4 separate regions of the Sus scrofa genome follow, and all the other regions are linked to region 3. Evidence: chromatin contacts called from public Hi-C and HiChIP or PLAC-seq data. All regions are on one chromosome and are shown on one strand. Each heading gives the region's core, a stretch centred on a gene start, on an enhancer-like site or on the middle of the called end of the contact. The rest is flanking DNA. Distances are from core to core; before and after follow the strand shown. Region 1 holds the start of PCNX1 (pecanex-like protein 1). Region 2 overlaps SIPA1L1 (signal-induced proliferation-associated 1-like protein 1). Region 3 holds the start of LOC102159548. Region 4 overlaps SIPA1L1 (signal-induced proliferation-associated 1-like protein 1).

Region 1 (5,143 bases), core at 2,426-4,925, 350 kb after region 3:
CAACCTCTTCAAAGAGATCTCAAAAACAAAACAAAACAACAACAACAACAAAAAAACCGGCAGGGGCAGGGAGGGGTACCTGAACCTGGGCTTTAAAAGCCCTGTATAATGAGTCTCTAAGGGCTCAACCTCGGGTGTCCTCATTAGTAAAATGAGGACACAGGGTTTGAGATAAAGAACACACTTAGTAGTCATTATCATTTATAAATATTATTGGAAGTGTATACAAATAATCTATAATGATCTGACACTTTATTTTAACATGGAATGCTGGATTTTGGTTCAAATGTATACTTCAGACTATCTACCTCAATATTCTATTCCTAGAATGCTTCCTAAAACATTACTAATCTTCTTTGCTAACTGCCCCTAGGCGAGGATCAATCCCCTGACTAAGTGCTCAGGGTCATTATGTACTAATCATTTCACAACAGTTCTAATGCTTATAACTGTTCATTATCCCAAGCTAGACTTGAAGTTCCTTGAAGGCAAAAGCTATGTCTTGTTCATTTTTAATCATCATTTAAATCTGAGTACTTACTACGTGCTTGGCACTGACCTAGGTCTTGACAATACCGCAGTAAACAGTCTCTGCCCTCTTAGAGCTTATATTATAGTGGGATAAGAGAAACATTAAGTATAAATATGTATCAATTTGAAATAAGTGCAATTAAATAAAGGAAGGTAAGGGGGCTGGGAAGTATCTCAGGAGCTGGGAAGCTGCTATTTTACACAGGTTATGAAGGAAAGCCTCACACACAACTGAAACCTGATATAAATGTAGCATGTAAGTCACACAGATATCCACCTGGAGGGGAAAAGCCATCCAGACAGAGAGAGAAGAGCAAGTGCAAAGGCCCTGAGGCAGGAATGGCTATTGTGTGGGAAAACTTGTAAGAGGGCAAATGGGGGGGGGGGGAGATACATGGGAGGGGTGGCTCTGAGAGCAGAATGCCTCCATCTGACTAATGTTATAAAGAATCACTCAGGCATTTTTATGAAGAATAGAGAATAAAGAATGCAAGCAGCGACTCTCATTAGAACTTGCAATATCCTGGGAGAGACATAACAATGGCTTGAATTAAGAGAGAAGTGATGATGATTAGCTGGATTCTAGTTATGTTTTCAAGACAGAACCCACAAGATTTGTTGGTGAACTGGACATGAAAGAAACAGGAAGAAAAGAATCAGCTTTTTAAAGTTTTTAGGAAGAGAGCCCATAAACTTAAACAAGAAGGTTAGAGAAGCAATTTATATTTTCCTAGAACCCAGCAAACTGCCCAGCACATAGCAGACACTCAAATATTTGTGAATTAAATTAAATTGAATAAACTCCCAAAATGAAGGAGTAAACTCAATGTATGGATCTACATTTGCTCTAAGTTTCCTTTAGTAATGTTTGTTAGTTACACCAAGAGTCTTAGCCACTAACACCGGTCTCAACATGGAAACTTTACACCAGAATATAGCAACTAATCCTGATATCTCAAGAACCAGCTTCAGTTTTAAATCTACAATTCTCCTGGATATAAAAGAAATCAGCTATGATAAACTCTGTGACAGCCTGAGGATTCTTACACCCAAAGTAATTAACCTGTTCGTTAATGATGTCATATTCCTGGAAGATAAAGAAGTGCAAATAGTACTAACTCCCTAGGCCAGAATTAATTGAAAACTAAAACACTTCGTGATAAATTTTCAGACAGGGACAAGACTGAACAAGTCCCCTAAAAAAAATAATCCATCAGTCATCAGCAATTTCTTACATGACTTTTTTACCTCAAGCAGCATGTCCCTCCCAAACAATTTCAATGAAAAAGGTGAAATTTAGCACATCTTCCTCCAGTTGTTCTGCCAATTAGCGAAAATGGGCTTCACTTCGGAAAGAACTGGGTATCCTCACCTTTAACACTGATGTAGTCATATTCCCAGACCTTCTCATCCAGCATCCTTACTACAGCTCCACGAAGAAGCATAAAGTCAACAGAAATACACTCAAAGGCCTCCTAAAATAAAGTTACAAACCTTACCTCCCTTCCGGTCACTTTTAAAGTTTTAACTGAAGCTTAAGTATCACCTCTCTTCCATATTAGTCTCCCTAATGCCCCACCCTAACCTAATGTGTTTTAAAAAAAGAAAATGCGCTTACAACTTTCAGTGAAAATACAGGTTAAAAAGCTAGATCATTCGGGGAAGCTGAAGAAGCTGATCGTACCGAATTCAGCAACAGGCAGTACTTTCTCTTTCCTATCAGTAAAAGGCCTTGAACCAACCCAAACAAATCTGCTGAAATGCCAGCCAAATTTCCCCGTATCTCCCCCGCTCCCTCCCCCCAAAGCTGGCCTGGAAATAACAGTCACCGACCAAGGCGCTGAACAGAACTGAACCAGTGGTAAGCAAAAATAGGATTTTGAGAGGCAGGAAGAGTGAGAGCCAGATTTTCAACCACCACGTCTAAGCGAGTTAAGGGCCCGGATGCCCCACAAATACATTCCAAACCGAGCGGCACACGCTCTTCCCCCGCTCCAAAGGCTCCGCACGCGGATTAGAGGCGAGGTGGAAGGAGAGTACTCCCCGGAGAGGCGGAGCGAGAACCGCCTCGGGGGAAGGGAGTGCCCAAGGGGTGCCCGGCGCCCGAGGAACGGAGCGCAAATAAGCACGCGTGCCAGGGATGGAGGCGGCGGCCCCTTGGGAGCACAATGCTCGGCGCCCACCCCAAATGCGGAGGCAGGGAGCCCCCGTCAGGCTTTACCCACCCGGGTAGAAAGGGGGGGGGCAGGATCAGGAACCTCGAAGGAGGGGCCTAGGAAGCAACTCTTTCCCCGTAAACGGGCTGGGCACCCCCACCCCAGGGTGGGGCGCGGAGGGAGGCGGGGGCTGCTGCTGATCCGCTTCTCCCGTCATCCCTGAAATAAGGGAAGCCCTCCAGGGAGAGAAGAGCGGGGAGTACGCGTGGGGGAGGGGAGCACTAGAGCCAAGGGGGCGGTGGGCCCGCGGGGGATCGGGACAGTACGGGGAAGGCGAAGAGGGCGCACTCCCCGCCCGGAGCCAGGGAGGCGCGACCGCCCGCTGGACTCGGGGAACCCGGCCAGCCAGAAGGGGGTTAGGAGCCACCCTCCTCCCCGCCCCCACAACTCACCATGTAGAGGGTGAAGGGTAGGCCGAGCAGAAAGAGCCACAGGTAGAGGTGCAGCGCGTTCACGAACGTGGCCTGGTGCGGGTCGTAGTACCATCCCCCGCTGAGAGCGGCCCACACCCCCTGCCGGAGGATCTGCAGCGTCTGCGACCCCATCCCCACCCGGCGCCGCCTCCGCCGCCGCCGCCGCCGCCGCGGTCCCCGCCCCGGCCCCAGCTCTGCCTCGGTCACCAGAGCCCGCAGCTGCCCCGTCTATCCGCCTCCGGAGCTCCGGGAGAGCGGGCCGGCGCTTCGGCGGTCGCTAGGGCTGCTGCAAGAGGAGGAGGAGGAGGCAGCGAACGAGGAGGAGGAGACCGAGGAGGAGGCGGCGAGCGGCGGGGCGGAGGAGAGCGGAGAAGAGGAGACCGGCCTCCAGAGCGCAGCCGCCATCTTGTCTCCTAACACCCGGAGCCGGGCCCCCGCCGCCCGCGGCCCGCCAGCGCCGCTGCCGCCACCGCCGCCGCCGCCGCGACCCCCGCCGGCCGCCAGCCCTGGGCCAGGCGGAGAAGGAGGCCCGGCGCCCGGGAGCGACCGGGAGCAAGCCGCGCCCCCTCCGGCTCCTCCTCTCCTCTCCCTCCGCCCCCTGGGCCGGCTCCCCACGGGTGCGCGCAGCCCCTGCGCCGCCGCGGGCGCCTCCTGCCGGCGCCCGGGAGAAACGCTCGCGAGCCCAGGCCTGGGGGCGGGGCTGCCGAGGTTCCGGGGACGGAGAGTCCGGGCTGTGGGAGACCCCTCTGTGTTCCCGCCTCGCGACCCTGGCAAGTTCCGTGAGCAGTCCAGAAACCGGGTCTTCCACTCTCCAAAGCCTTAACTTTGGAACCTTGTCAGCATCCTGGCTGACGTTTTATATTTATTAAAGACCTGGGAACAACGAGGCTAATATCCAAGATACTCACTGAAGACGTGAAAGAATTAGGTACAGCTGATGACGATTGAAAAGAATCACAAATGCACCCAATTTGAGCAAGAACTGTGTTGGCCCGTGGAATGAGCTGGAGGCTCTTGACAGAAAAATAACCACGGCCAGGATTGGACAGATTTACTACGTGCAAAGACAGATTAAATTAATAGAAGTTGTAAGAGATGTAAAAGTATGGGCTGGACAGCTTGATCATTGTACATGGTGATTTTATTTTTTTAACGTGCTGTAACTTGCAGCCATTTTTATTAATGGGCCAATCTAAACAGGGTTGAAAGATTAACTGTGGCTCCACCCCAATTCACAATAAGATCTTGCACTTTTTATAGCTGTAAAGACTGGGAATCATTCTTGGCTCTGTGTAATGTTTATAAGGCACGTCTGATCTCATTGAATGAAATTTTTTTAAAAAGAGTTTGCAGTTTGAGTTTATGATAGCAATAAAAGTACTCTGTATTCTTGGATTAAAGTTGCTATAATTAACAAGAAAAGAGAGCCAAAAGAAACCGGGGGTGAAGTTTTCAGAAGAGTATTGAAAACCTATTGCAATACCTCCCAGAGTCACTTCACAGTTCAGGAATTTCCACATCCATTTCATTTGACCTTCACAATACTCCTGTTAAGAACAGCCTAGAGGCTATCCTTATTTTATGAATTAGGAAACCAGAGTTCAAAGAAACTAAATGATTGCCCAAGTTCTCTCAAGTAATAAGTGGTTGAGAAGACTTCTGCAACCAGCAGTCGTCTTAAATGCATGAACTGAATTTTGGCAGTTTATTTCGCAGCACTTTACATCTTATCTGTTCAGATAAGAGTTTGAACTGGTGGATAACTGCTCAGCTTCTGGTCACCTGTGGCCAGCTTAAACGAATGACCAGTTCTCAAAGTGTAAGCCCAAGACCAGCTGTGTCAACATCACTAAGAACTTGTTAGAAATGCAAATTCTCAGGCATCACTCCGGAGAAACTCCGGGTGTGAGATCTAGCAATCTGTTTTAACAAACCCTCCAGAAGATTCTAATCTACCTTAAAAGTTGAAACTACCATGTAGAA
Region 2 (5,036 bases), core at 1,796-4,295, 370 kb before region 3:
CATGCAGGTCTCAAAAGCCCATTCTGCTATCACAGTCATTGCTCCGAACAAGGAAATATTAAAGTTTACAATTTAACGTTTGCTTTTCCTAGTTACAAATACTGGTAAAGCCTTGCTTTGGAGAGAAGGATGTATTAATACAATCATTTTGAGAGCGCTACAAATACTATTTTGCCACATGGTTATCTTTAAAAATCTCCAAAAAAATAAACCTATGATTTGTATGCATTTTGGTCAAAAGTTGGAGGAATTCTGAAACTGATTACTTTTGGGAAGCAGGAAGACACAGAAAGGCTGACTCCAATTTAGAGGGACTTACTTAAGCCAGGTAAAAAGGCTCCATTGCCGAGGAGCACAGAGCCCTGGACCATCTCCCCAGGAAGGAAGGAGGAAGTCGTGCTGTCACAATGCAGGATGGAAAAGGGGCGCGGCTTGGCTTGCAGGCTCTAGCTCTGCTGCTCTCTGGTTCACTCATTTGCTACCCTTAAGTAACCCATCCTGCTGATCTCTGTGAGACAGGGACAAACATCACTGGCTCATGCACAGGCCATTCAAGGGAGGTAGGCATTTTCTAAAAGCACCTCCCTCCCCAGGCATTGTAGGAATGAAGGTAAGGAAATCCCCCTCCCCAAATAAACAGTTGAAAACTTTATTTTCCTAGGAACAATGACATTTGTCAGAATAACAAGGGAAAGCTCGGGGTACCTGAAATAAGAAAGAGCTGATGGAAAGAGGGAGATGGGCCAGGGGGAGGCCCTGGCCCTGGGCCCAGTTTCTTTTTAAATACATAACAGATAAAGATATTGTGCAAAAAAATAGACATTCACATTTTAGCAGTTAAACTTTTATTTTACTTTTTAAAATTTTTATTTACCATTTTCTTTCTCTTTTCTACAAAAGGCAGATAATGATTGTTGATCTGCAATTGTCGTGGTGTGCACTCCCCGAAAGGGGGCGAGTCGGGAGCTGGGGAGGGAGGGCTGAGGAGGCCTCCGCTGGCGGGTGGCCCCCCTCCTGGCCTAGCTCATGTCTATGGTGTTGAAGACCCACTCGGTGAACTTCTTGAGCTTGTCGGAGGCATTCTGGGACTCTTCCTGCAGCCTCAGGTTGTCCTCCCGCAGATGCTGAACTTCCGCCTGGAGGTGGGCTTTGTCTTCTTTTTCCTGGAAGAGTGGGCAGAGCGGAAAGGAACTTAAGAGAGTGGCCCAGCCCAGCCCAGCAGCTGGAGGGAGTGGCTGTGAATCCGTGTGCACCCCTCGCCCACTTCCCCTTCTTTCCACTAAACAGCCGCTGCTGTCTCCGTGGCTGGCACTGGGCGTTCAGATGCTCTCTCCCAGGGCACAAGACTGCTAGAGAGATCCACTAGAGGTTTATTTTGGACTGTAAATACAGGACTGTGTAGTTTAATGTCTTTGTTAAATTAGAAGGGGTAAGGGCTGTCTTACATGGAGATGACGGTCTGGTGGCTGCTGTCTTAACAGAAAAATTCTCTTGTGCAAAAGCCCAAATAACAGTAAGGACAGGTGGGGCTGGGTCATGGCCCAGGGATGAGGAGGCGGGGAGAGGCCTCCGAGTGGGCTGGCTGAGGTTTGAAGGTACTCAGAAAAGAGGGGAATGCTTTTTCTGTACACGGGACAATGAAGGCCTTCTTGCACTGTGTGGCAGTGGGAACCAAGTTCCAAGCGGCCCCCTAAACATGTGGGTACCAAGAAAAGAGGGAAAATGCCCACATCTTATTCCAGGAACACTACTGATAAAGGGCTCTCACAGTTCAAGGGCACTTGGCATGGACCGGACAGCCTGCTGTGAGAATGTGTTTACCTTCTTCAAATCTTCTCGAAGCATCTTCAGCATCCCTTCCAGCTGGTCCACTTTAGAAGCCAGAGTGGGAGAGGAATCTTTACTGCGGGGAACAAGAGACAAGAGACCACGTTGGCAGGAGCCTCCACGGCTGGGTTACCTGGGCCTTGTTTTTTTTTTTTTTTAAGGAAGTGGCTGTATTTATGTTTTTCAATGTCACAATTACTCAGTATGGTGCCACAACAGTGCATTTTCATTTTCAAAAAGAAAATGGTTATCTTAACAAAAGTGTGAACTGCAGCCCATCAATGGCTTCCTTTGTTAAAGAGGCTGCATCTTTGTGACAAAAGAATATGGGACAATAAGTAAAAGCGGTCTCTCTGGCAGCACAACAGGGACTTTGGGCAGACATGACTGTCAAAGAGCGAAATGTTTCCTGTCCCCTGAGTGGCCCCTGTGCGTGCAAGAGGGTTGGGGAGGGCGGGCACCGACTCTCGCTTGGGGCAGCTACGTTATCCTGCCCATGTCTTGTCTTAAGCTAGTTTAAGTATCTTTAACTATTCTGAAAATAAGACTCCATCTTTCAGAAGATTGTCAGTCTAGTCTTAATGCCGTAAAGCTCTTTCCTATCATGATCAGCAAACTCTAAAGGCCACAAATTTCTCATTTTCTCCCTTTCCTCTGAACTGCTAAAAATGCCATGCCAGTGGAGCGCCCAAAGGAGGGAGCGAGAGGATGAGAGGCCACACTGGACAGAATGCACAGCTGGGCAAGGGCTGGAGACCCTGTCACCTCTTCTCCCGCCCTCTCCTCTCCTTGAATTCAAGCCCTGAAATGTTTCCGGGAGAGTTCTCACCCAGAAACACCGCCTCCATCCCACAACCAAGAAGCTCAAGGCTTCCACTGAGACAACATAAGCAGCTGCTGCTTTCTAGATGTCAAAGGTGGTGCCTCTGAAATCTTGGAGTCACGAGATAAACTTTGAGTTAGAATTCCTGACCTAAAATAAGCGGTGCCAATGTCTTCTGCTGCTGTTGGATCTACAGCGAGCCCAGAGTGGTGCAGAGTGGCACAAGGGTGCCAATAAAATGGAATGACAATGACCTCCAAACGTCTAAGACAGGATGACTGATGAAAAGCTGACAGCGAATAGATTTTAAAAGGGAAGTGGTCAATCAAGTGCAAGCCACAGCCCCACAGGCAGGGCATGGCTGACCGGGTGAAGGCCAAAGACAAGACAGAAGAAGGGTGGAGCTGCCCGAAACGCTGAGGCTGAGAGATGGGGGCAGGGCTGTCCTTCTCAAGCCATCGAGTCCACCGTCTCTGCTCTTGGAAGGGCTGCCACAGCCACTGCAGACTGGTAGTGGCTCTCAGCAGCCTATCTTGACTTCCGCAGATTCTCACAGTGAGTGCGTGTCTGCGAGCGCACCGATCATCTTTAAAAACGTATTTAACCCCATTTGCATGTGCTCATCCACACTGAGCAAAGAACTCCTCCTCCTCCTCTTACTCGTCCACAGAGATTTAGGAACTGTTTCATAATCCCTTCTCGGGAGAACAGTCTTCATTCACTCACACTGCTCTGCATCCTACAGAAGGGCCATTTCGGGCTCTCCCCTGACGCCACAGTTTTTTAAAAAAAGTTCTCAGCAGCTCAACTAACCACCTGCCCCAGCTGTCCCAGTGACAGGATGCCTGCAGCGTCTGCGTGCTGCACACAGAACAAATGATGCGTCACTCCTACACTTTACCCACAAGGAGGGTTTCCTTGCAGACCGGCTCAGGAAGTCCGCAGAAGCACACGTCCCGGGGTGTGCATGTGTGCAAATCTGTACAACCTTCCTCTTCCTGTTGTTGGCTGTCCTGACCAAGCTTTATAGATACTTGCATTCTTAACCATTCTCAAGAGAGGTTTTAAAAGAAGAGCCGTCAAACTGGTGGAATTACTCTGCTTCAAGGAGTGGTTACTGTGTGTCCATGGGTGGCTGTGGGGATACTTTAAGGCACAGGAACATCACCCATTTATCCAATAACCTCGCTGAGGCAAAATGGAAAAGTCAGCCTCGACATAACCAACAGAATAGCCCATACTCTTAACTACTGCTTTTTTTGCTTATTTTGCATAAATCTTCACTATTCGGAGGTGACCCAGTTCTGATGGTAGGTCTGAAGTAGGACACTAGGAGTTGCTAAGATGCAGGCACATTTACAAGCATGACCAACTGTCAGCGGGGGAAGCGACTCAAAACCCAGACTCAAGGACTACACGCATAGGCATCTAAGGATATTTAGCACGAGTGACTTACCTTACCTAATAAACCCTAGAACGTAACTGTACTATGGCATTGAAGTCATAATTATGAATATACATCATTTAAGTCACCAAGAACTGTTCAATGGTGTTTAGAGTATTTCGTTATAAAGCATTCTAAGTAAAAGTGGCATCACGGATAAACTTCATTCAGCTCATCCAGGTGGCCTCCATCGCCTCTTCCCCCCACCTGCTATCACCAGAGTGGTACCCTCGCCACTGGGGGACCAACCTGCTGTAAGACTTCATCTGGGCCAGAGCCTGGTCCTCAAGCTGGTCACTGTTGGATGCGGCACTCAGAGGGCGATGGTTTTCATCGCTAGCAGCAAAGAACGAGGCTCTCTGGACTGGAAGGGAGAGAAGAAGCCATTCAGTAACCTTGGAACCACATCCTGGCGCCTCTCTACCAAGTCAAGAAATGTCCTACATGCACAGTCAAATCTATTCAAGGGGCAGGAATGCATCAGAAGCCTTATCGCCCAACTCGAGTAGGAGAAAATTTCTACTGTTTTCAATGCTGCTCTCCTCTTCCAGCTAAATTTATTTTAAATATAGTTGTTGTGAATCGGTGTCTCTTCCAGTTTTTTGCTTGCTCATCAAAGTAAATGGTTTATTAAATGGTTTCCCTCAAAATAGGCTTTGTGCCAAATTTCCAGACCAAGGCTCCCCACTCAGTGACAGGAAATGCATAAAAGGGTTCTTCGTATTAAGCTTCTTGAGGCTTCTGCAAGGACATTTTCCACAAGACTCCTGGCTACCTTGGTGGGCTTCAACCTAAGTCCACACACACTCTCTGTTTCCAAATACAATTTCAAGCTTGAGTCAAGTAGCAAAATCAAATCTCCTACTAAAAAGCCAAAACTTTGATTTTATATGCATGAGAGTGACCAACCCCTTGGTCACTCAATTTCCAATCAAGTTGGTC
Region 3 (4,966 bases), core at 293-2,792:
AATAAGTTGGCAGCCACATAAAACCATGTACCCTCAAAATCTCTTATTTCGTTCCTAACCATTTATAAGCAAATCATCACCCAAATCATTTTAAATGCATTGTTAATTGCTAATGCTTTAGTATAAATAATTTACTCGATGGGAAAAATGTTTTAACATTAATATACTCATTAATAACTGGCATGGCATCTACTAGTCCAACACATCAGTGACCATAAACTGCTTTATGAAAACCTTTTATTTGAGGCTACTGCTGTTACCACTGTTTTATATTATTTCCACTGACTTTTTCTTTCCTGGTAAAGGTGGCTTAATTGAAGCTTTCGAAAAATGAAAAAGGAGAAAGTTATAAAAGTCATTAAACCAGGATTAAATAGAAAATTAATACTGTTACTAAACTGGATGCAGAGAATGATTCTATAGGACTTAATCTTGTACTTTTTCAAAAGATTAAGTCAGAGAATCTTTGCCTTGGACGAATATTCCATATGAGAAAACGAGAGAAAGTTGACACTTAACTCCCACAGAGTACCAGTATAAAAACAATGGCTTTAAGAGTCTGAGTCAGAGTTTCAACATGAAAGGTTTGCTTTATAGAGGAAACGCCAACCCCAGTTCATCCAGAGAGACCTGGAACCTGATGAAAGTCGACACTTTTACTCTGAAATTTGCATCATATCACTGGCTCCCAGTTTAGAAACATAATCGTTTAGTAGGTAGTAAGAATTTCAGTGAGTGCTGCCTCTAAAATACCCGTCATGAAAAATAAAATCTATCAAGTAAATGCAGCCTAGGATCCATCAGTCCCCAAATGCTTCTCTTCAAAATGAATACTAATAACTCAATTAAACAACATTTTCCTTGAAAATGAGCCATCTCCCTTGTCTATGTTTTACAAACAGTGAATCTGATGAAATTTCAACCTGCCCAACACGATTACTTGTCCACCTAGAAATGCCGTGGAGCGATAGGGAGGGAGCCTGGCAAATTTCCTTTAAGGTCAGGAGAGAAGTTGGAAACAGATGGGGCGAAGCAGAAAAAGTTCTTTTTTGCAGTACCTTCACGCCTCCCCAGCCCTCTTGCTGTTTACTTGCTCCACGGAAAGCAGGTTAGAGCATCCCGGGATTTCACTCGCCACCAGACCCCCCGGAGAGAAATGAACCACCCGCGGGCACTCAGCTGCTCTTCCCCCTTCCTCACGATTTAACCTCTCGGCCCGCCCTCCGGCACAGCCTGCAAAGCTCTCACCCAGGTGACTGAAGGGGAAGGGTCGCCCGGTGAAGACGAGGGCAGCAGGATAGGCGCAGCACCCAGACGGGGGCGCGGGGCTCCTGGCCTCTGGCACAGGCGCCTGGCTGAGAGTTGTGCAGCTTCGGATTCCGAGGTGCGTGCGCGCGCGCGCGCGCGCCGGGCGCGTTGCAGCTCAGACTCGCCCCCGCCGGGCTGCGCTATCTGCACGCCACCAAATCGGAAATAAAACTTTGACCGGCCTCCGGGTGTCCTGCTCCGGGCCCTGGACCCGCGCCCCGGCCAGAAATGGGATGGGGGCTGTCAACAGTCCTGCACCCCCGCTACCCTGCCCGGACGCCACTTACCACTCGGCCCGGCCTCCCGGTGCGGCCGCGCGTCCGGGGCGCGTCCGCCGCGCGCTCTCCCTGGGGAGAAAGAGAAACCGTGTAGACGGTCGGCGCGCGCTCACTCGCCGCCTCCTCTGCGGAGAACAGCAGGCGGCGAGGCCGGGGCGGGCGCAGAGCAGAGGGGGGCCCGGGGGAGGCGGGGGCGGAATCTGCCCAACTCCCGAGCCTGGCTCCGAGGGAGACACGGAATGCAGGCTGGAGAGCAGCCGGCGGGGGCCGCGTTCCCAGCAGAGTTGGGGGAGGCGGAGGTGCCCAGGTCCCCGGGCATCAACTATTGTTTGCGCGCTCGGGTCCCCGCTCGCGCCGCCTCCGATGTTCAGCGCCCCTCATCCCGCCTGCCTGCCCCCAAGAGAAAGCGCTGAGGGGGCGGCCGACGCGGGAAGCAATTGCTGGATGACTGGAGGGCCGGAGTTCCGAGGTGGGCGCCGAGTGGGGGAGGGGACAGGTAACTACAGCGGGGGGCAGAAAGGCCCAGGAGGATCGGTGGGGGGAGGAAATGGGGAGGAAGCCACGGAGGCGGGAGAGGATGAAATGACAGAGGGGGCGGCCTCCGAAACCCAGACCTGGCCCTCCCTGGGGACCCTCCTCCCGGGGACTCAGTGCCGCTCTGACTTTTGCTCACTTGCTCACGCACACAGCGAACTCGCTCACAAAGTTGCCGGCGGTGGCGGTGCCGCACTCGCCCTTCCCCTCCCCGCCTCCCTACCACCCCGCCCCATTCCTTCCCCTCCTTCATTCCCTCCCCTTTCCCCAAGTCTCGGGTGAGATCACCGATGTGCTGCTCAGTGCTGCGCTCAAATCTCGCGAGAGAAGCGGCTCAGCCCAGATGGCGGGGGAAGTGGAAGGAGTTGGAGGAAGGGGGTGGGGGGAACCGCGGAACTTAGTCTCTTAGTTGCTATGACGACGGCAAAGCCCTGGATTCCTGTCTCCTGCGGAGAGCCGAGGCAGCAAACGTGGGTGCAGTTTCCAGCCTCCCCTCTCCCTAGCCTGACGCCCTAATGGTGGAGAAAGCAAGGGCTAGAAGCGGGAAAAGGAGTTTTAAACTCTTTGAGAGGGATTTTGCAGAAGAACAGCGTCACGCTATCTGGCTAAATTTGGCAAATGAAGCTAATTGTTTTTTAAGGATTCTGGGACAGATTACTGCCACAGAAGCCAGCGCATGTGTGAACCCCCAGTTTCCTACATATATCTAGTTTTTCAGCCTTCCACTCTAATCTCATCACCCAAACCCCACCAACTCCTTATGCTACCTCTCACTTCCCCCCCTCCCCCGCTCCCCATCCCCACCGCCACCAACAAACTGGGCTCTTGAAGGATCTGTCTTACCCATCTTTGTATTCTCAGAGCCTCCACAAGCTTGATACATAGTAGGTGTTTACTTAATGTCTGTTGGGGGAAATGAACGTAACAAGCTGCTTGTCCTCAGAGGTACTTGGCTTTCACCCTACCCTGGAAAGTACTTCATTTTAGATTAAAAGTTTCTGCTCCACAGTTATGGTTTCGACTTTGTTAAACTATCCTCCCATTTCTGTTCACACCGAATTATCTGTTTTTAAATAATTATAATCCTCTGTTCTCTTTCTCCATCTTTGTCTCATGAAACAAAACTTCTTCATACCTACTCCAAAATGAGGATGAAGATGAAATCTCATCCTGTTTCTTCTTTTAATTGTAGAAATTTTCTTTGGGGGTTTTATATATCACTGCCTAAATAAAGTGGATACTGTGAATAGAGTTTTAAAAAAGCTTAAACTTTTGATATCAAAATGAGTCAGTAAAAATAGTTTCCATGTTATGTGAATTATACCAATTTTTAAAAAGATGCCATCCCTATTTACATAAATATGGGAAAACCATTATTTAAATCAATCTCTTGGAACCAGAAACCTTAAAATATACACCAAGATTCTTTTAGGTTACATGCAAGTTTAAATACTATGTCAGTGAAAACCTAATGATACAGTGATAAAAAGCACTGGACAAAGTCTGGAAACTAGGGTGTGAGTTTTTGTTGTCACTAATAATTGAGTCTCCTTGAGAATGTATTTAATCTTTCTCTCGGAGTCTTCATCTATAAAACGAGGGGTAGCACACATGTTAGGTCATTGCAGCTTTAAAATTCTATGGCTCTTAGACCTAGACAAATTTCTGATAAATAACAGATATTTTTCTTTTACATCAAACAGACTTTTTTAATGAGTGTTTCATTTTATAGTAGGTCAGTTTTATAAAGTTCAGCTACGTGTTGACAAGCTGCTCTTAAAGTTCTCTTGTCTCAACTATAAAAACAACAAAAATATTTACCATGTTACAGTAATTTCAAAGGGAATCCATTGTTCTTATTTGCTTTTATACTAACTCAAAACAGATTTCTTGTTATTTAATAAATATGCTAACCCAAACCAAAGACCCAAACTTAATACATCCACACTCCCACTAAAATAACCCTGAGAAGGAGGGAGGGAAGGACAGGAAGAAGGAAGGAGCTAGGAGGGAAGGAAAGAAGGGTGGGCCTTAAATCCAGAGACTGGTGTTTTTTGTTTTGTTTTGTTTTTTAACTTATTTATTTATTTTATGGCTGTACCTGAGGCATATGGAAATTCCCAGGCTGGGGACTGAACTCGCAGCTCCGCATCCCCCTGAGCCACTGCAGTTGGATTCTTAACCCACTGCACCACAGCAGGAACTCCTCCACAGGTATTTTTAATATCAAATTTTTACAAAGAAACACAATAGAGCATCACCATTATCAGTCCTGTTGATCTGTTTTAAGGAATTATCTTCCATACACAGCACACTACTGTCAATGGGTTGTTATTCATTCGCCCCGGCTCAACTTTTTAACATAGTTTTGCCCTTAAAGGATAGCTGCCTAACTGTATCTGCCAACACAGTACAATTTCAGGGCCACTTGTTTTATGACTCTTGTTTTAACCATTTGATACATTTGAAATAACTGCCCCAGTGTTTCTTAAGAGGCTCAGGAGATGGGTCTTGGCGTCAAATTACAAAGAGAATTTCCCCATCTTCAGGCAGAGCAGACTACTAAAGATTGTTCTAGGGACCTAAAACTGCTCCCTTCGAGATCCTGGACCTCCCCGCACCTCCCCTCCCTCCCTCCCCCCATGGTGGCAGAACTTTCACCAAGGTTTCTGAAGGAAATGAAAGGCAAAATTTACCAAAGTTACTCTGCATGGTTCTCTGGGTCAGGCAGCCTGCATCCTCTCTGACCTTCCTGGGGTTTCCAAATAGCAAACAAGGGATGACAGAAGAAGGAAGGGGGGGATAGAGAGTCATCAAGCACAGATCAGATCTCAACCACTTCCTGC
Region 4 (5,064 bases), core at 554-3,053, 290 kb before region 3:
GCCTAATTATATCAGTATCAGAAAGGCAATTTTTCTCATCTAATGTGAACTGCCTGGCTTGAATGCTGACAGCTGTATAATTTTAATGTGATCATGTTATTTTTTGTTTCAAGTCAAATAGAGGATGCTAAAACCCAGATTTGCTGCCTTTTTCTAAAAGGAATCCCGTAAGGATTCAGAAATATTTAATATCTTTCATTGTCAAATTGGCAATTTCTTCTGCTAATTTCACTTCAAATCATGTTTCTTTCTCTAGAAGCAGCTGTGATTTGATTTTAACTAAGGAGAGGAACATGCTAGCAGGAGGTGTCGCTAGGAACACCACCCATCCACATGCCCCTTAAATGCACTGGTTTTCCACAGATCTATTTATTAACGAACAGAACTTGAGACGAACATATACTGAAAACCCACCAACAATTAGAAGCACTAGAGTGAACCATGAGGGAAAAAAGTGAATCCTTAACATATAATTATCAGTGATTCATCACGGTAGGGAGGTAAACGATACAGACACTAAAATCAGCTTTGCACCATTAGAAATAGAATCCTTAACAGAAGAAGATGAGGAAGATGACACCCTAAGAGTGCTCTTTTCAAATAAAGGGTTTTGTTTTGGGTAAATCTAACTTTCAAGGTTTTCTACAAGGTTAAAAGCTCATTAATTTAGATGCCACCAATGCTGAACGCTTGATAATAAGGCCTGTTAGAAGCTAAGTAGAAAGATATTTTTGCTTTCCTAAGAAAAAAAGCCTCTCCAGAATTTCAGTGTGCTATATATAGATACTTCAGATGTATTAATTATAAGAGGTTCTTGCTATTTTAAAAAGCAGATTCCCAAAGGCTTCTTGGCCACACTTATGTTCGCCTTGGGTGCAATACTGTAACTCCTTCGAAAGAATACATTCTTAAGAGCCATGCCTTACTTACTCAGCCTTGTTAAGGACTAGGATGTTCTACTCAAGAGGGTTATCTAGATGACAGACAGACAGACAGACAGACAGACGATCGGAGGCCGAAAGAGCTGTGGAACGTTAGCCCTGGAGAAGAACTTGAAGAAGTCAGTGTGCCTCAAATTCTGCCAACAAAATCTTGAGTTTTATCTGAAAATTCATCTTCATTGTGCATTCCACTGAAGAAAACCTGCATTCATTTCAACGCAAAAATATGTTCTGTCCCCTAAATCTTGGAGTACAATGGAGGGACCAGGAGGTATTCTGATTCACAGTCACTTGACACATCCCTGGACCTCCATTTGAACAGCTGGTAAAAATTCTTCACTTCTCCAGGAAACAGAGACGTAAAATGAGTTGTCCAGGGCTCGTTAAAGAGAGCCAGGAGTGGCCAGAGCCTGGGTTTCTGGAAGGCCAACAGTGTGCTCTGTGAGAAGAGCACACGTATTCCCTGAGGAAACATTTTTAAATCTCCCACTGGAGGTGCCTGCAAAAGGGAACAGCCGCAAGAGTCACATGGCCAAAGAGACCACCATTAGGCTGTTTCTAGTAGATCTGGGCCTTGTGCCATCTGCTGGCATCAAAGACCTCGCATGAAGCAGCAAGTTGATACATGGAAATATTCCATTTTCAAGTCGATACATGGGAATGTTCCAGAAACATTTGAACAGAGGTCTCAATGAAAAAGTCAGACAACCTGCATTTCTGAAGCCCCATGGAAACAGCAATGAACAACAAAACTGAAAAGGAAGGGGGCTTAGCCTCAAAATGGTATTAGTCCCCCCTTGAAGGTCAGATCCGGCTGCCAGCTCGGGGAGCCTTCCAAGACAGCAGACCTTGGCAGAGCACAGGAAAGACGAGTGTCAGAACAAATGTGTGCCCATCGGTCCCTCCCTGGGGGCTCTACTTCTCACAGTCTTCATTCGCCAACACTCACCGAGCACCTCCCATATGCCAGGCACTATGCTGCTGTGAGGACCTGGGGCGAGGCGTCACAGGGTACATCCAGTGGTTTGCACACTCTCCCAGGAGGTGTGGGTGCTACTGGAAACCCCCAGGAAAGGTACTTTATCCAGTCCTGGGAGGTCGGGCGAGCCTCCCAGAGAAAAGAGGAATCGGAGTTCATCAGGGGATGGAGGGGCAGGGATGTGTGTGAGAAGAGCAGAGGCATTCTTGGCCTGGAGGGCAGCATGTGCAGAGGGAGGGGCTGTAAGGAGCTCCACACAGCAGCAGGGGTGGGGCTGGGGGGTGGGCGAGGTGCCAGGACATGAAGAGACAAGAGAGGCCAGATCTGAAGAACTCCATGCAGGCTATGCTGGGAAGTCTCAACGTTTCCCTAAATGGTTTTCAGCACAGAGTGACAGATTCAGATTGGTGTCTTAGAAAGGTCAGCCACACTTGGGCAACAGGGATGCTGATTAATGAGGGCCTGGAACAGACTTCTCAAAAGAAATTTTCATCACTTGACCCACTTGCAAATTTTTTTTTTTCCCCTAAAGCGTGTATATTTGTTTCTTTTTATCCAAGAGAAGCAGAGAAAATGGTCATGGACATGTCGTGTGCATGCACCACACTCCCTGCCTGCACCAGATACTTTATGCACAGGATTTTAAGTAGAAGCCAAGCAACCTCCCACTGTGCAGTCAGGGAAATTTAAGATCTGAGAGATTTCAGTCTGGTCTGATTCCAAGCGCTTTTTACACTACATCATACAAACTCCTCTCAGCATTTATGACACAGGAACTGCTGAATATGGAAATCTTTCTGAGAGGAGTAACATATATTTCTCTACCTTCCTAAACATGGTGACCGATCACAATTTAACATCTGTTTCAAAGACAGGTCCAACCACGTATCATTATACTAGTTTTAAAATTCACAATAATTCTTTTTGAAAAAAAATTTTTAGTAGAGTTGATTTACAATGTTCCATCAATTTCTGCTGTATAGCAAAGTGAGTCAAAGTTCTAATTTTCAATTGTGTGAGATATCCTAAGATTTTTTTCACAGTCTGTCTGAACTAGATTGATCCATAAGGCCCACCCATTACAATTAATCAATTTTACCTTAAATTTTCAAATTCTGTTAATGCTGCTCTACGTCTCTCACTCACTTCTATTTCCTGTAATTTATTTGTTGGAGAAACAGGGCTATTTGCCACATAGAGTTGTCCAGAGCCTGAATTTTGCTGAATACAGACATTTTCTCTGGACTCTTATATTTCCTGCAAATTGGCCTCTCAAGAGGTTTGATCAGATTCACATTCAACTGTGGGGAGAGAGGATGAGGCTAATTCACAGATGGGATGTAGTCTTCCGTTATGAGATACACGTTTGTCTCTTTTCACATCTGTAGCCTTTGGTGATCAATGCCTAGATCCACGCATTCATGAGGTTGTTGCTTTTTTTTTTTTTTTTCCCATTTACTAGCTTTAAAAAAAATGGGGACAAATTTTTTTTTTTGGTCTTCTTGCCATTTCTTGGGCCGCTCCCGCGGCATGTGGAGGTTCCCAGGCTAGGGGTCGAATCGGAGCTGTAGCCACCATCCTACGCCAGAGCCACAGCAATGCGGGATCCAAGCCACATCTGCAACCTACACCACAGCTCACGGCAACGCCGGATCCTTAACCCACTGAGCAAGGGCAGGGACCGAACCCGCAACCTCATGGTTCCTAGTCGGATTTGTTAACCACTGCGCCACAACGGGAACTCCTTGCAGTGTATTTTTACAAAGTGAAGCCCTTAGGAGTAAGTGGAGTATATCTGGCTGTTTGCTTCCAAACCAAATGGACCCCAGGTTGCTATGCTGATTAAATCTGTACCTTTAACATGAACAGTCTTCCTGCATCCCCTTTATTGGTAAGCACTCAATTGATGCTTTCAGAACATCCTTGCCACTAATCCGCTCATCTTTCTGATTTGCTGCTTCTCATCTGATCTATCAACTGGAAAAATGAAACTCACTGTAATGATACAAATAAAATAGTAGACACCAGAAGGCCCGCTGATCGGGTACAGGCATAAACTCTAGTACACAGACTTAGTGATTAATTTCTGAGTTCTTGGCTATGTCTACTATTTGAGGCTAACTGGCTTTTTGAATTAGTTTGAATTGGTTAAGTTTTTCCTGTATAAACTTTCAAGTCCCCAGGGAGATATAACACACATTATTTCAGAGCCTCGTTTCCATATTCAGCCCAGGGATTTTTTTTTTTCCCTTTGTTCCCCTATTGTATTCTAGAGCCTAGAATAGTACCTAGGATATTCTGATAAAGAACTGGTTAAAAAAAAAAAGAGAGAGAAGAAGAAGCAGCTCTAAATTTGTGCTTGTATAAAAATTACCTTGCCTGGTGACAGTGGCTAAGTTTTCCTAAAACTGCTTTATACCATGTTGTTATGTGATGATCTAGCCTTCCAAGGGCCTCTACTGCCTAGTCACCCTTCAACAGCACACCCTTCTTACTGGACTTCTTTCCACTGTCCTTCCTGCATCTATCCGTCCATCTATACCACTGGCCACCCTGTATCTATACGTCTATCTATACGTCTGGCCACCCTCGATTCCCAGAATGGCTTCTCATTTTCTCACTGAACTTCACCATCTGTGCTTCAAACCACACAATGAATCCCATTTTCTCAGTTAAACGTTCCTTATATCTTTAGCCTGTACTGACCCCACAACTCTCTACACAGCAAGGCACTCCTTTGAGGAAATAACTTTCCACACTTTAGGTACCAAGTTGATGTCAGTAAGTAAATGTGAGTGTTCACAGAGGAGAAAGTTGGGAAAAGAGATTTTAAATGATGAAAAGCAGCTGAATTATTCTAACTACATCACTGAGAGACAAAGTTATATTTAAATAAACTGGGTTTGAATCAATGTGTCTCTAAGCTTTCCCACCAGAGTACATCTAATGAAGCAGATAAATTCACACCTCTAGCAGTTTGGGGAAGGGCTTGGGTATGAGAAAACATCATAGGTATGAAAGTTGTTTGAAGACCTGCATTTTATCTCAAAATTGATACACATTTTTCACTCTACTTCATACTACTTTAAGAGAAAATAAACCTCTTTAGATCCCTAGACTTGTTTTGTTCTCTGAACTTGCTGA

What was found. A called contact is a pair of places that touch in the nucleus more often than the background predicts. HiChIP or PLAC-seq counts read pairs in DNA pulled down with a chosen protein or histone mark.
Region 1: a Hi-C map of embryonic fibroblasts shows a contact between it and region 3, with 2.6 times the contacts expected there. The contact joins the promoter of PCNX1 here to the promoter of LOC102159548 in region 3. A contact is called at or near these places in 4 of 47 Hi-C or Micro-C datasets (brain, embryonic fibroblasts, epiblast stem cells and 1 more).
Region 2: a contact with region 3 is called in an H3K27ac HiChIP or PLAC-seq map of alveolar macrophages. The contact joins the enhancer-like site here to the promoter of LOC102159548 in region 3. A contact is called at or near these places in 6 of 47 Hi-C or Micro-C datasets (embryonic fibroblasts, fetal heart ventricle, fetal skeletal muscle and 2 more) and 2 of 2 datasets of contacts at active chromatin or transcription factors (alveolar macrophages and skeletal muscle).
Region 4: a Hi-C map of skeletal muscle shows a contact between it and region 3, with 4 times the contacts expected there. The contact joins the enhancer-like site here to the promoter of LOC102159548 in region 3. A contact is called at or near these places in 1 of 5 promoter capture datasets (liver), 3 of 47 Hi-C or Micro-C datasets (embryonic fibroblasts, skeletal muscle and subcutaneous adipose tissue) and 2 of 2 datasets of contacts at active chromatin or transcription factors (alveolar macrophages and skeletal muscle).

What each region holds. Positions count from the first base shown.
Region 1 is chr7:94,443,533-94,448,675 of Sscrofa11.1, reverse strand. It overlaps PCNX1 (pecanex-like protein 1), which reads right to left and starts at 3,675. Exons shown (of 34, transcript XM_021099425.1): 1 at 3,140-3,675. The coding sequence starts at 3,292.
Region 2 is chr7:95,162,905-95,167,940 of Sscrofa11.1, reverse strand. SIPA1L1 (signal-induced proliferation-associated 1-like protein 1) reads right to left here. Exons shown (of 27, transcript XM_021099427.1): 25 at 4,344-4,458; 26 at 1,822-1,903; 27 at 1-1,163. The coding sequence ends at 1,020. The region is part of intron 4 of LOC110261627 (a long non-coding RNA gene); the gene reads left to right. Among named protein-coding and RNA genes, the nearest start is that of RGS6, 200 kb to the left of the region's middle. Within about 2 kb of position 3,045, at least 14 of the 83 cell types and tissues checked have an H3K27ac peak or open chromatin away from gene starts, as enhancers often do. A contact at or near this core is called in alveolar macrophages, where this site is marked.
Region 3 is chr7:94,787,202-94,792,167 of Sscrofa11.1, reverse strand. LOC102159548 reads left to right here and starts at 1,542. Exons shown (of 2, transcript XM_013989147.2): 1 at 1,542-2,082. The coding sequence starts at 1,542. It overlaps SIPA1L1 (signal-induced proliferation-associated 1-like protein 1), which reads right to left and starts at 2,333. Exons shown (of 27, transcript XM_021099427.1): 1 at 2,260-2,333; 2 at 1,596-1,655.
Region 4 is chr7:95,078,205-95,083,268 of Sscrofa11.1, reverse strand. The region is part of intron 12 of SIPA1L1 (signal-induced proliferation-associated 1-like protein 1); the gene reads right to left. Among named protein-coding and RNA genes, the nearest start is that of RGS6, 280 kb to the left of the region's middle. Within about 2 kb of position 1,803, at least 10 of the 83 cell types and tissues checked have an H3K27ac peak or open chromatin away from gene starts, as enhancers often do. A contact at or near this core is called in skeletal muscle, where this site is marked.